Regions from separate parts of the Zea mays genome. Here region 2 is linked to region 1. The links are chromatin contacts, called in public Hi-C maps. All regions are on one chromosome and are shown on one strand. The core of a region is the stretch at or near the end of the contact, and the rest is flanking DNA. Distances in the headings are between cores, read along the strand shown. Region 1 holds the start of LOC606399 (kinesin-related protein 1). Region 2 holds the start of LOC114108589.

What was found. Hi-C and Micro-C count contacts between places; a contact is called where the count stands out from the background.
Region 2: a contact with region 1 is called in a Hi-C map of tassel, with 2.7 times the contacts expected there. The contact joins the promoter of LOC114108589 here to the promoter of LOC606399 in region 1. A contact is called at or near these places in 9 of 25 Hi-C or Micro-C datasets (bundle sheath, ear, endosperm and 3 more).

What each region holds. Positions count from the first base shown.
Region 1 is chr4:154,512,477-154,516,338 of Zm-B73-REFERENCE-NAM-5.0, reverse strand. It overlaps LOC606399 (kinesin-related protein 1), which reads left to right and starts at 2,187. Exons shown (of 13, transcript NM_001308496.1): 1 at 2,187-2,503; 2 at 3,022-3,322. The coding sequence starts at 3,076.
Region 2 is chr4:154,778,145-154,782,006 of Zm-B73-REFERENCE-NAM-5.0, reverse strand. LOC114108589 reads right to left here and starts at 2,008. Exons shown (of 3, transcript NM_001368233.1): 1 at 1,662-2,008; 2 at 1,129-1,542; 3 at 1-382. The coding sequence starts at 1,850. The coding sequence ends at 191.

The DNA of each region.
Region 1 (3,862 bases), core at 938-3,437:
TAGACTCCTCTAATCGACATAGAGTCGAAGAGAAGCGGAGAATTTGGGGATCGGAAGGCTAAACTAGAACTAGAATAGAACTACTCCTAGGAAATAAATGTGAAATAGAAGTGTTTTTTATTCGATTGATGATTACAAATCGGCCGTATACCTCTCTATTTATAGAGGAGGGGGCTGGACCCTTTACAAACTAATTTCCGAGCTTATCTCGAGATTCTCGCCAACAAACATAGCAAGAAACTCAAAACCCTAATCTGTTATGCGTCTGTGCGGACCGTCCGGTCCACAGGCGCGAACTGTTCGGACCGCGGACCGTCCGGCCCCAGGGCCGGACCGTCCGGCCTCATTTTGGTGCCCAACACCTGGTCCCTCTGCGTACAACAGAACCCACCTGACAAGATGAGCACTCATAAGAGTAGCCAAAAGCATATCCAAGAAAGAAAGAAAAATGAAAATCAAACGACACAACAACAGGGATATGACGAATGGGATATTATTTAATTACATGCTCATAGCTACGTTGAGAAAAAAATATTTAGAGCCCCCTCACTGCTTGGTATGTGCCCTGTTTTTATTCCACAACATAGTTTATATGTTTGGGAACAATCATTAATAGAAAAGTAGGAAAAGGAGAACAAAACATGACAGTAACAAAAGAAAAGGTATGAAATGTGTTTGATTTAGGTAAACTGATTCTCTCTCACACTTGGTGATGCCAAGTCATAAACTCAATATAAAACCATAAATAAACAATATCATGAGACGAAGACAAATGAGTTTTATCCATTTTAATCTACTATACCAAGTACCAAATAAATCTTGTTGTATCAAATTAATCCATCAGTTCTGCAGTCAAATGTAGTACTATGAAAGCCTAGATAAACATAACTTAAGGAATCAAGCTAATTCAACATCTAATGAAGATGAAGGAAAATGTAATACAATTTCAACATTGGACTCACTCAACATATACTAAATGTAGAATTTCAAAACCAAGAAAACAAAAGGCATATATACTAAGATAATTCAGAAACAGATTTCTCTAGGGATCCATAAAAACAAAGAAAAAGAATTCAGAATGGAAGAGATATCCCCTAATTGTACAAGTGTTATATCTGACCATGGAAATAATCATAGATTGATTGTTCCGTTTCCAAATTCTGGCCGCAGTCATGGTAGAATTGTAAGTGGAGGATCTTTCGAGGACCCATTTGTTACTGGTGGTAGAGCTTTGTGTCCTGTGGTTGCAGATAGACATGAATAGACTGATCCCAGAGTGAAAATGAAGACTAAATTCTAGCCTCATTTAACTTCTGATGTTAATGCAGAATCTTGGCATAGCAATGATATTAAAGGAATATCTGGTTCAGAGGAAGGTGACAATCACCATGTTTGTGGCGGCGCAGCCCTTCTCCTCCTCGACCTTGAGGAGCACCTTGACCTAGTCGTGTATGAGCGTCTCCCCAAGCTAGGCGTGCGGTGTGGGGACTTGCGGCGGGTCTTGGCGGTGTTGGAGGCTGGGTGGTGTCAGTGGCGTGGAGGACGCATGCGCGCGAAACCGACAATGGGATGTGGGAGTCGTTGGTGATGTTGTGTAGTGTTAGGCCTGCGGCGACGCAGCCCTGCTCCTCCTCGACCTTGTGGAGGAGCGCCTGCCCGTAGCCGAGCGTACCGTGTATGACGACGCGAGGGTGAGTCTCCCCAGCGGCGGCGTTCTTGGCACAGAAGAGGAGGGTGACAGAGTCCAGGTGTCAGGCGCGGCAGAGGCGCTCTTCTCTGCGCCTGGGTGTTGGCTATTGGAGACAGTGACTTTGTGCAACGCAGGCGGCGGACGGGTAGGGAACCAGAGCTAGGGTTTACGAGACAACGAGGCAGATGTTGTGATGGGGATGGACTACGAAACAGACACCCGGGGATACAGCTCCGCGTCGCTTACAGTAATGCGGGTTGGTTGAACTAAAGTTGAGGGAGTTTTTTGAAAAATTTGACGTACAGTCAAAACATATGCTTTAATATAAAAGAGAATAGAGATAAGACAGGGACACACTCAATTTACAAATGTGAGGGCTCTTGAAACAAGCAAGGACGATCCAAAAAAAAAAACAGCCACCGAACGCGGAATGGCTAAAACAATTTATTACTCGTCCACATGCGAAGCCGAAGGTAACACTATCGCAACGGTCTGCTGGGGCTGGTGGCAAAACAAAAGGAACAAAAGAAAAGAGAAAAAGAATCGGCACCGTCTCCTGCACTCCAGAGTCATCAGAAGACCCTCCCCAAGTCACCGAACAAGATCGTCGTGGGCAGCACTCGCCACTCGCTCTCGCAGGCGGTGAGGCGGCGCTATCAGAGCGGACTTCGCCCTCCCCCCACCCCCACCCCCACGTCCCCCTACAGGTAGCCCTGCAACCATGGCCGCGGCGGCCGGGCTCAGCCGCCGGTGCACCGTCCGCTGACAAGTCGACCTTTCTCCTACGACAGCAACCGTCTTCGTCCGGTCCTGGTAATCGCCTACCCCTGCCCCTTTGCTGGCACGCTGCTAGTGCTTGAGCGTCTCTGGTTTACCGGAGAGAGGTCGACATGTTTCCTGGTGCTTACTGATGTGGTCCTGGTGGCCATATTGGTTGTTAGGTTTGGGGATTTGGTTTGGCTTTGCACGACACAGATCTGTTAACTAGGAATTCCCGGGTAGGCGGATGGTTACGAGCATTGCAATTTGCAGTGACCAGCTGTGGGCTCCGGGTGGTGATAGATTTGGACTAATCGGTTGTTCTCCAGTAGTATCGACGTGCTAACCACTGCCCTAATTACGTTTGTAATTGATTGTCCACTGGAGTTCATGCCTTGCCTTCTCCTCCACCACCTGCTGCCTGCTCCCTGCACAGCCTTGCCCTGCACTCAAACTCAAGGAGACAGGACTGATTCGTGCGTTTCAGCTGTCTAGCTTCTCTGGTCGCTCTTCGTCTGGGTTTTATATGCTTTGCTTGCTACTTGTGTCTTATGATGTCGTGATTTTGGCAGGCTGTTTAAAAGGAGAGGAAAGGCAGGAGGAGGGGAGGAGTTAGTGTTAAGCCAATGGGGGCTATTGGAGGCAATGAGTCGGTGCAGTGGGATAAAGTGGCTGGAGCTGATGCTGTTAATGGCGGCGGAACAAGTGTGGGCAGGATGGACAGGATACAGGTGCTGGTCAGGCTGAGGCCACTGAGCGAGAAGGAGGTTGCGAGGGGAGAGCCTGCAGAATGGGAGTGCATCAATGACACCACTGTCATGTTCCGGAGCACGTTCCCTGATCGACCCACCGCTCCGACGGCATACACATTTGGTCTGTGCATCTTTCCCTCCTCTTTTGATGTTAGACATCCTTATTTTGTGCTTCTGTATGCTTAACTAGTCTGAACCATATTTCAGGAATTTTTCAGTCCCTTTTACTGTAACCCAGTTGTAGGAACAACACCCAAAGCCTAAGGCCCTGTTCCAATCTCGCGAGATAAACTTTAGCAGCTTTTTTTAGCTACTTTTAGCCATTTGTAATCTAAACAGGAGAGCTAATGGTGGTAATTGAAGCTAAACTTTAGCACTTCAATTCATATAGCTAAAGTTTAGCAGGAAGCTAAAGTTTATCCCATGAGATTGAAACGGGACCTAATAATAATAAAAAAGTATAATTCCCTTCAAGAACCTTATGTTTTATATTACATTTGAGGTCCTTAGAGCTGATGTTGATTATCACCAGATAACAGGTACTAGACCACCACTGCATTTTTGTCCACTCAATTCTATGAGAGTAACTTCAAAGGCTCAGATGATTTATCAATGACTTTGGTAGCTCCAGTGGATTAATTTGTTAGTCAATTGTATAATA
Region 2 (3,862 bases), core at 759-3,258, 270 kb before region 1:
GTTCACGTGAACGAGGACGCCGGCCCGACCGACCGGGAGCGGAAAAAAAAGCGCACTGCTAATTGAGCACGAAACAGACCTCGCGGTTACAGTAGTCAACAAGTAGCGGTAACAATAATGCACCAGCCGAGGCATAGACAGACGGCGACCGTCGGCGAGTCTGACACGGGGTCGTCTTCCGTCGAGCCGTTCACCAGTAAGGAAACGAGGACGCGGCGGACGTGGCTCGGGACCTCTTATTGGTGCCGGCCACGGCCACGGCCAGCCCCGGGCCGCTGTACGTGGCCATCTGCGGCACCCACCGCTCCCTGCTGCCCCGCGCTCCTCCGCCGCCCTCGCAGAGGAGTCGCTCCTGCGCCGCCATCCACGCGGGGTAGCCGTCCTGCAGGCCGCCGATCAAATAATGCGGCGGGAAGGAAATCTCCCAGGTTAATCATCGGATCACGCATGCAGTCCTGTCTTTTTCATGAAAAGGCGACGAAGCAGATCGCGGTAGATTTGCTCTATATATATATATTCTAAATGGTAACAGTCCTGGCCCCGCCCATAATTAAAATATTAAGGGGCCGTTTGGGACGGCTCCCCCACAGCTCCGGCTCTGGCTCCCGGATGGAGCTCTCCCAAACGTGTCGACGAAAATGGCTCTCAACCGAGAGCAGGAGCTAAAACTGACCAAGGAGCCGGAGCCTCTAATTTGTGGCTCCCTACCCGCTCCCACAAGAACTGCAGACAACAGAGAGCACTGCAGTGATTTTAGGTAATCAAATGATGAGCACAGCATACACAAGGAGCCGTTTTTTACCAAACGATTTGCAAAAAGCATCTGCTCCTGCAAAGGAGCTACTCTTTTGGAGGAGTTGGAGCCGGAGCCGTTTCCAGAGGAGCCAGAGCCCTTCCAAACGAGCCCTAAATGATGTTGTTCCTGGAGATATTATATGGCCGGCCATCACACAGCCTGGACGACCACCCGGGAACACAGCTCGCCCATAATGGATGGCTACTGGTTGGATTGAAAGCAGCGCACTAATGCCGACGCCGACGTGCTCGGGAGTCGGGATATGCTATGGGTGCGCTCAGGCCCGCTCGGCTCAGGAACGGTCGAACGGAAACGCGCACTGCGGCACCAACCTGATACGACGCGTCTGCTGCGGAGACGCCGATGTCAGTCGCGGCGGCGGCGGCCGCCTCGTCCACCAGGAAGTCCTCGACGTGCCACCCGGGCAGCGTCTTGGTGAGGTACTCGGAGATGCTGCTGCTGTCGCTCCCGTGGCTGGTGGCGGGCGCCGACGACGGAAGAGGAGGAGGATGTGCGGCTGCGTCGCCGGCGCTGCAGCAGAAGCTGCCGCTGCTGTTCTCGTCGTCCTCCTCCTCCTCATCCTCCGGCGCCGGGCACGCGGCGGCGGGCTCGGCGGAGAGGCGGACGCCCGTGAGCAGGAACCGGGCGTGGCGCATGGTCAGGTCGCTGGCCGTGTGCACCGACACGTCGCAGTCGCGGCACAGGATGGCGCGGTCCTCCTTGCAGAACAGGAGCCCCCGCTTGTCCTGCATGCATATCGATCAGAGGCAGGCAGGGCACACCTCGCAGGCTGAACAATCGGAAAGAACCCCGTCCGAAGAGATTTATTTTGCACGGGGATCGGGGGATGGATGATCGAGTGAACCTGGCAGATGTCGCAGAGCGGCGGCGGCGGCGGTGGCGCCGGGCTGAGCAGCGAGAAGCGGCGGTGCTTGCCGGCGAGCTTGTTGGCGCGGTGCACGCGGCGGTCGCACGCGTCGCACAGCGCCGCCTCGTCGGCGCAGCAGAACACCTCGGCCGCCTCGGCCGCGCACACGTCGCACTGCACCTTCATCTCGGCCACTCCACTCTGCTTTTCCCTCAAGCGATGATCGCGCGCGCTCTGGCGGCTCAGCTCAGGGCTTGAGCTCCGGGCAATCGTATGGATGAAAGCGAGTCGGAGCTAGCCGCGCGGAGGATGGTAATGGTATGCTACTTACTAGTCCTAGCTAGACCGGACGGGCTTAGTAGTGCGGAGACATATGTGTGTGGGGGCTATGGCACTTTTATATGCCGCGACGAGATGGCACGAGGCGACTTGTGGGTTAAGCTTAAGCAGAAGCGATTAGGTGCCGTCGCTTCGCTTGTAATAAAGGGACGAGGATCCGCACTGAAAGCCAGGTCAAGACGACGACGGAGAAGGCAGGAAGGAGGAGGCTTTCCTGTGCATGTCATCAGCATCTGCATCTGCCTGGGGACTGTGCTGTGCCGACCTGACGTGTGTTAGGTCCGGTGTTTACGTCCGGCGGCCGGGCCATGCATCTCAGACTCAGAGACGGACCTCCTTGTCCGTGTCGACCATCTCTTCTGTGTGCCCCCCCGGTTTGACCTCATTTCGTGACGGTTCCGGCGGTACGGACGCGGACTTTTGAAGAGCGCGGCGCGGTAGTGTCAAATTACTCCGACGGAGGAGAAGAGAGGAGAGGAAAGGAAACACCGTCGTCTGCGGCGGCCGGCGGGCGGTAGCGTCACGCCGCCTATTTCTTCTTCATGGTTCTGCTGTTGACCACCGGGATTCTGACGTGTCTATCTATCGTTCTATTATTATGTTACTAGTATTCGTGTGTGTGTATACATATAAATATATAGGAGTCGGGAATCGTATAGTAGGCTACTAGCTAGCTACCGTGTAAGTGAGATCCTGGCGATCCGGAACAGGGTTATGGCTTGGTCAATGGAAGCGCACCGTGTATTCACCTTTTAGATTAACAGTAAATCGCTCAATTTGACTTGTAAGAATTTGGTAGCACGGTAAAAAAAAACACAGAACAATGGGCAGATTCCTCGGTGCCTTCTGGATTTATGCTTATCTTTTCTTCCTCTCGTGGTGGACTGGACTTGATGGGCATGAAATGGGATGGGCGGGTCATGGTCGAAGGGAGGGCGCAGGCATGGATGGATGGGCGCTATGAGCTTTGGATCATAAAAGGCAGCAGCTAAGCTAGCCTCTCCCTTCTCTCTTATCCTGTCGCTCTCCCGCCCACTTGCACTTTATGATCCAAAGCTCATAGCGACTCTTAGAAGCGCAGCTAGCTACAGGCTACAGCCTACTGTGGAGCACCCGGAAATCCGAAGTTGAGTGCTCCATCCAGGAGCAAGCGGCCAACGGCAGAAAGCAACGCAATTCGCGGCTTGTTGCAGTATACAACCACAACTAGATAAGGACTAGTCCTTTTTTCTGGAAAAAAACACATGACATTTTCAAAGAGAGATTGAGAGAGAGAGAGATAACATACCTTTTTTTAATGGTAAGCTTTAGTCTTTGATTGAAACGAACATGACCGAGGACATCCCACGTTCCCAATTTTTTTGTTTTTTAGCCCCTTTTTTGACACAAATTTACTTTTGGACCCCCAGAAATTATATTTGCACGTTTGGACCCTATGCTCGGCGCCATGGGTTGTGGCGCCATAGGTTGTGGCGCCGAGCTGTGACGTGGCAGCAACTGCTGGAGCTGACCTGACACCGACGTGGGCGACGCGGCCTCGTAGCTCAGCGCCACAGATCTTGGCGCCGAGCTACGTATGCCTATAAAAACGCCCGCGCGGCTGGCCGAGAGCAGCGCATTTTATCTCATGTCCAAACTTCGTCAAAAATTGCTGGATTCAAAGATTTGAGTTGGTTCACTTCGTAGACCAAGGTATGGTGCCCAACTTGATTCGTTTTGTATATTGGGTTGTTAGTTTCATAGTTGCTCATAGTTTCATATTTTAATAGTTTGTATAAACCTATTATATTATCATTTCGATTATTAGTTTGTGTAAACTTATTATAAAGCATATTAGGTACAAGTGATAATTATAATCG